Regions from separate parts of the Zea mays genome. Here region 2 is linked to region 1. Evidence: chromatin contacts called from public Hi-C data. All regions are on one chromosome and are shown on one strand. The core of a region is the stretch at or near the end of the contact, and the rest is flanking DNA. Distances in the headings are between cores, read along the strand shown.

Evidence for each region. Hi-C and Micro-C count contacts between places; a contact is called where the count stands out from the background.
Region 2: a contact with region 1 is called in a Hi-C map of endosperm, with 2.8 times the contacts expected there. The contact joins the promoter of LOC103627509 here to the promoter of LOC541895 in region 1. A contact is called at or near these places in 2 of 25 Hi-C or Micro-C datasets (ear and endosperm).

The regions. Positions count from the first base shown.
Region 1 is chr5:196,241,699-196,245,416 of Zm-B73-REFERENCE-NAM-5.0, reverse strand. LOC541895 (tonoplast intrinsic protein 2) reads left to right here and starts at 1,697. Exons shown (of 2, transcript NM_001111561.1): 1 at 1,697-1,890; 2 at 2,005-2,883. The coding sequence starts at 1,764. The coding sequence ends at 2,630.
Region 2 is chr5:196,467,484-196,470,954 of Zm-B73-REFERENCE-NAM-5.0, reverse strand. It overlaps LOC103627509 (F-box protein At5g51370-like), which reads left to right and starts at 2,019. Exons shown (of 2, transcript NM_001416248.1): 1 at 2,019-3,471. The coding sequence starts at 2,313.

The sequences.
Region 1 (3,718 bases), core at 448-2,947:
AGAGGTGCTCGAAAGACTCGTTGACACTTTAAACTCGGGTGTGCGTGTGTTATGTGTTTATCTGCTGTATTCAGAACGGCTCGTCATAATAGCGTACATATATATATATATATGATCCAATTTTGAAAGTACTAGATAAATATAAGATACTATGCATTTAAACTATATTATAGTCTTATACTCTTATCTTAGAACCGGAACCGTCCTATACATTATCTCTTAATAGCCTCTCCCTCAATCTTAATCTTCTCTAGGTTTAGATTATGGTTAGATCGAATTCTCTACTAATCTTACGAATAAAGCTTTAGTAAATCAGCCAACCACCTCATTCTTTGAATAAACAAAATCAATCTCAAGCATTCTTATAAAAACTCTTTCTCGAACAAATTGATAACCAAATTCTATATGCTTTATTATGGCATGGAACAAACGAATTAGATGACAAATATATTTTGCATATCATGCGCGCGCTAGTGATGTTTTACTTTTACTCATCGGTCACAGGTTTCAACTTTTCTCTCTCTGAAGTTGAGAAAGCCTCCTTGAAATCGAAAGGGGAATACTGACTGGCCAAATTGCTTATGGAGTTGTTAAAGAATACAAAAATAGGTGCCGAAAGGGTTTGCTCTAATGATTTGATGAAGTCGTTGCCACCGATGGTTACCATGCAGTACTACTACTATCATAGTGTCATGGTTTTTTTATTTTCAATTGCTGTACTGATGCAGACGTGACGCATGCGTTTACTATCCTTGCAGCCACCGACTCCAAAATGAAGAGAGCTAGCGCTCAATTCATTGGTCCACGTCACCATCAACGTTCCGAACTGTCTCGCATGCATCGTGCCGAGAAAAAGAGCACCGATGACGATGGATGCGATCGAGTTCCCACCATTTGAGAGCAATATGCGTTTTACACTTTACAACAAGGTACAAGTGAAACAATAAACCATGCTAAATAAAAGCGCTAAGGGCTGATTTGGTGGCCCAGAATCACGGGAGGATTGGAGGGGATTGAGAGAGAAATTAGTTCATTTCCTCCTCAATCATCTACAATTCTCTCGTGATTCACTTATCACCAAATCAATCCTAAAACTTACGTCTCTCCTGCTGCGCTCTCGCACCACACTGCAGGAACGTACGCCCGGCCGAGGCTGCAACTGAAATGGAAGTATGAAACCCTTCGGCTTTTGTTTCCTGATTGACCAACTGTGACAAATCCCCTAGCATTTTGCAAGAACAACTACATAGACGTTGAGATAACATATATATCCTCCAAACGAGACAGCCCATCTGACAACACTTGCAGCCGTTCGAACGTACCATTACCAAAATATTTAAGCGTTACACAAGAGATAGCGTACCCTCCAATGATTAGCGGCTTTGCCGTTTATTATTGTCATTGGCGCATTGCTTTGGTGTACCCTCACATGGACACGCCATGAAAAGATGACAATAGCGCAAACAGACATCCGAACAAAGCTTGGTGCGCCTGCTCTCGGCCGGGCTAGCTAGTACCAATCATGGAATAATAAGCTAGTATATATATACCGCCCCATTTATAAAAATGTAAATAAAATGTCTGTGGCGATTATGCACACCGTCCATAATACTCTAGTCGTCGGCAAGCTGAGGCCGCCCATTAAGCCTTGAGCGTGTATAAAAGGGGCATAGACTCCCAGCATCAGCGAAGCAGCAACATATCAAGCTCAGAGCCTCAGAGCGCCAGCCAAGTCTTGCGGTCGCGAAGAGCAACGCAACAAGATGGTGAAGCTCGCATTCGGAAGCGTCGGCGACTCCTTCAGCGTCACCTCCATCAAGGCCTACGTGGCGGAGTTCATCGCCACCCTCCTCTTCGTCTTCGCCGGCGTGGGTTCCGCCATCGCCTTCGGTGAGTATATATGCATGGTTGTTAGTTAAACCATTGACGACTTTTGTGCGGCTCATGTCAGCAACGCATGCTGCTGGAGCTGAACGATTGGCTTGTCCACGCGCGTGCGTGCAGGGCAACTGACGAATGGCGGCGCGCTGGACCCTGCGGGACTGGTGGCGATCGCGGTGGCGCACGCGCTGGCCCTCTTCGTGGGCGTCTCCGTGGCCGCGAACACCTCCGGCGGCCACCTGAACCCCGCCGTGACGTTCGGCCTGGCCGTGGGCGGCCACATCACCGTCCTCACCGGCCTCTTCTACTGGGTGGCCCAGCTGCTGGGCGCGTCCGTGGCGTGCCTGCTCCTCAGGTTCGTGACCCACGGCAAGGCCATCCCGACCCACGGCGTCTCCGGCGGCACCACCGAGCTGGAGGGCGTCGTGTTCGAGATCGTCATCACCTTCGCGCTCGTCTACACCGTGTACGCCACCGCCGCCGACCCCAAGAAGGGCTCCCTCGGCACCATCGCGCCCATCGCCATCGGCTTCATCGTCGGCGCCAACATCCTCGCCGCGGGGCCCTTCAGCGGCGGCTCCATGAACCCCGCCCGCTCCTTCGGCCCCGCCGTCGCCGCGGCCGACTTCGCCGGCAACTGGGTCTACTGGGTCGGCCCGCTCATCGGCGGCGGACTCGCTGGCCTCGTCTACGGCGACGTCTTCATCGGCGGCTCCTACCAGCAGGTCGCCGACCAGGACTACGCCTAAGTAGTGTGCTCCGTTCGTCTGGATTCAGCTCATCCAACGCAGGCGCGCGTTTCGATCGGCGTCGTCATTTGCTTTGCTCTTCATTTCATCACGTTATGTAACGTGCCAATGATGTGTGTCGTCCTGGTCTGTTCCATTCCGTCCTTGTATTCATTTCCCTTCTTTTTTCGGGGTAAAATCGATGTAAAGATCTCATCCGATCTGCCGTTTTCGATCGCCTTGGAGTGGGAAAAAACAGGTGATTTTCGTTTCGACTTCGTTTATGCATGGAATTCTTGGCTCCTTTTACGGTTTGTATCCACTTCGTCTGCCCTTAAATCGTGACTGTGGCAATCAAGAATCTGCCTGCGCGCGCAAACTTCCACAGTTCCACTACACACAGGCACGTCACGTCGACTCTTCGCGCTTTTAAAAAGAACAGTCAGCACATATACCAGTGGCGGACGGGGGGGAAAAATCAAAGTACTATAGCGAAATTAATATATCTTGTCGTGCCATGCCATTGGTACAGAGGGTTGCGGGAGTTGGGAGCAGATGCGAGGCCACAGGTGCCAGTAGTTCGTCTAATGACTGGCTGATCCGTTGTCCCGTTGACGATCGCCGGCTGGACCACATCGGCGAGGAAACACGAAGCGTCCCCATCAAGAGGAACGGAGCTGACAATCGCGGAAGGCGGAAGGCAACTCCAGACTACGATAGGCACCCACCAGGCAATATATGTAAACTAAAGCCCATATACGGTGCGAACCCAAAATCACAGCCCAAGGCCCAAAGAACGGTTCGACTCAGTCACAGTTATCTACCGCAGTCATCGGCGCGTTCATCTTCAGGCGCCAGGAACCTTGCGTCCATGGCTGGGCAAGAGGAGCGACTCGCCGGTGATTCAGGGATGGGATCCGCGGTAGAGTCAAGATATAGCAAGTGCCCTATCTTCAGTTCATGTTAGAAGTATTTTTCCTTTCCGATATTTTTCTATTTTTATTGAAATATCTCTCATTCCTTTTATTGAGCTAAATGATACGAATCGGACTTTAATAGATTCAATATGCAGAGCCACTTTCTCGGTCCGAGAAGTGCATTGATGAAGC
Region 2 (3,471 bases), core at 770-3,269, 230 kb before region 1:
GTGTGGCACACCCTTGTCCGTTTCTTGACTTCTCAAGTTAGGTGGAATAATTCCCACCATATAAGTCAAGCCAAAAGATCCTTGGACTTCCAATATGGTACTATTGGTATTCTCCACCATTACACACCATAGAGTTTATTCAATAAATGGGTCAAGCCCATAAAATATCCAACATAATATAGAGCAAACTAGTTAGTCCAATTATTTGTGTTGGACAATTCAACCACCAAAATCATTTAGGAAAATGTTTGGCCCTATTTCCCTTTCAATTATTTTTGCACTCCACTCTCGCAAGGACGATTCATGAGACACGACCATGTGAGCTAGGCTCTTTGCGTTTTCTATGAGCCATGCTTGGTGGTGCGTTTTGTGTGTCGTCAACCAAGCCCTAGCATTATTACAGTAAGCTAAACGTCTGGTTTCTTCGTGACCGCTGGCCAAGCCAGGATGGGTGCAAAGCACCAAACACGCCCTAAAAACCTCTACAAATCTAAAAATGCACAGACTACCAAACAACTTAGATTGCAGATAAGCACTTAATTTGTTTGAATTAAAAAATGCAAATAAGCTAGTTAATGCTTAGATTCTCTTCTCTAAATTTTTAGTGCTAAACTTCTAAATAAGGTTGCCTCCAAAAGGCGATAGCTAAAAGAAGCAGGCATTCAATGTGTTGGCTGGCGTAGGTACTTTAGTTGGCCATCTACAATACAACTCTTTCCAACTTTACAACAAACATAGCTAACCTTATACGCACTGACAAGAATGACCCACCAATTTACATACCATTATAGATTTTCTCTCACTTGCCATGGTATTTGGCTGCTCTGTTTGCCTGTTTTGTTAAATGGAAGATGCATAGAGCTACAATAAATATGAGCAGCCATAATAGCTTTGCATACCCTTTTAGTTGCTCTAGTGGAGGCAGCCTAAGTGGTTTAAAGTTAGCTTTAATTAAGCCCACCTTATAGTCTCCTAAACTTTTAGAGGTCTAAAATTTAGAGAAATAGATTCAATCACCCCCTTAATCTTGACCAAAGTGCAAGAATTAACGCGTACAATTCAAGAAAAGTTAAAGTAACTTATCCTCTTTTGTATTCAAGGTGAGTTTAACCTAACGTTGAAGTACCTAGACCCAAGAGTGCGGATGCCACATTTGATGGTACTGAAAATTGAACCTACCACTTCCAAAACAATAGGTATCTAATCAAACACTCCATGCATTTGAGTTATAAGTTGTTTTAATTTTATTCAAATATTTCCCCCCCAAATTTAATCAGTTTGAAATGCACTTTATACTATTTGATTATTATATTAAATGATATATGGTATGTTTGTTTATCCTGTATTTATGTGAACATATCTATTTTATTGTGTTTTGGGGAAAAACTTAGAGTTAGATTTTTTTCCTGAAATTATAGTGGATATAGAACGGATGAAGTAAATATTTCAAGCCCCTCGCAGTCTCAATAGGCGAAGGCAAAACAACGATCAACATTGACAGCTCTTGAACGGAAGAAACTAGGAAGCGATCCATTTCTTGCAGTTGCAGGTTGCAGCCAGAAACTCAAGAAATGAGAATCGCGCCAGGGGGCGAAGGGCTGTTCGTTTTTATTAACGGGGTGTTTGATTTAAGAAATGAGCTAGTTTATTATCTTCTTATTTCTCATTATTTTTGTTTGATTTGTGGAATAAAATGAATTGATCTATCAGCATCTTATTTCTTATAATTAGTTAGTACCTATAATGCATCACCTTAATTTAAATAAAATGATTTATCAAATTAAACACTCCTAAATTCAACTGTCTGACTGCTGCAGTTAGGATCTGTAGAGATAAAAATACTCTAGAAATATTAGAAGAATTAAAAACAAATGAATAGTCTTCGAGTCGCAACGCCACGAACAGAACAGAGGAGACCCGCCTTGCATTGCACACCGAGACAAGACAAAATGGTTGGCTTCCCCACCGGTCCACCACCACACGCTCTCCACCCCACCGAGTTTCGCCACACCAACGGCACACTCTCGCGTCCGAACTCCGAACTCGCCAACACCCCGGCCCGCGCCGCTCCCCCCGCGCTTGAGGCCGTCAAGCCCAGCGGCAGGGCAACGCCAATTTCCAAATCCCAAAACCTCCAGCCTCCCACCTCCAGCATTCCAAACCTCAGATCCCCCGCACGCCGCGCCTCCGAAATTCCGAAACCCAAATCAGAGCGCCGCCCCCGGCCCCCGCTGCACGCACCGGGCGGGGGCCCATGCGGCCGCGCGGCTCCGCGCCCGCGCCACACCGTTGGAACCGAGCGGGCGCGCTAGATGCCTGAGCCCGGCGGCCGCTGCCTCGGCGACCTCGGCGGTCAGCGCCAGGTGCTCAAGGGCTGGCCTGACCTGTGGCTGGTGGGGGACAAGCCCGGCCTCCGCGCGCTCTCCACCGCGGCCATGGCCGCCGCGCCCCAGCCGCCGCCGCTCGAGGCCGACCAAACCCTAGCGCTCCCGGACGTGCTTCTCCTCCGCGTCCTCGCCTGCCTCCCTGAGCCCCAGCTCACGGGCGCCGCCTCGCTCGTCTGCAGGCGGTGGACGCGCCTCGCGGGGCGCCTGCGCCGCCGCCTCGCCGTGCGGGACTGGGCCTTCGTCGCGCACCGACTGCCATACCGCTTCCCGGACCTGGCCGACCTCGACCTGTTCCCGGCCTCTATCGCCGCGCCCACCACGGCGGTGCCCCACGGCGCCGCTGCCTCCCCGCTTCTCACCTGCGGCGTGGTCTCGCTAACCCTAGACACCAGCGCAGACCCGCCGCTCGGCGCCTGCCGGTTCATCGACGACGACGCGCTCGACCGGGGACTCGCCGCCGTCGCCGCTAGCTTCCCCAACCTCAGCCGCCTCTCGGCCACCGCCGCCTCTGAGTCCGGCGGGCTCATGGCCATCGCTGTCGGATGCCCGACGCTTCAGGAGCTCGAGCTCCACCGCTGCACCGACCTCGCCCTCCGCCCGGTTTCCGCCTTCGCGCACCTCCAGATCCTCCGCATTGTCGCCGCGTCCCCCGCGCTCTACGGCACCGCCGAGGGCGGCGGCGTCACTGACATCGGCCTCACCATCCTGGCCCATGGATGCAAGCGGCTGGTCAAGCTGGAGCTTCAGGGTTGCGAGGGGAGCTACGACGGCATCGCGGCTGTGGGGCGCTGCTGTGCGATGCTTGAGGAGCTCACCATCGCTGACCACAGGATGGACGGTGGGTGGCTTGCCGCGCTAGCCTTCTGTGGGAATCTCAAGACCCTGCGGCTGCAGAGTTGCAGTAGGATCGACGACGACCCTGGCCCAGCGGAACACCTTGGTGCTTGTCTCACGCTCGAGAGCCTGCAGCTGCATCGGTGCCAGCTGCGTGACCGTAGCGCCCTCCACGCCCTCTTTTTGGTCTGTGAGGGAGCCCGTGAGATACAGTTCCAGAATTGCTGGGGGCTTGAAGATGATATGTTTG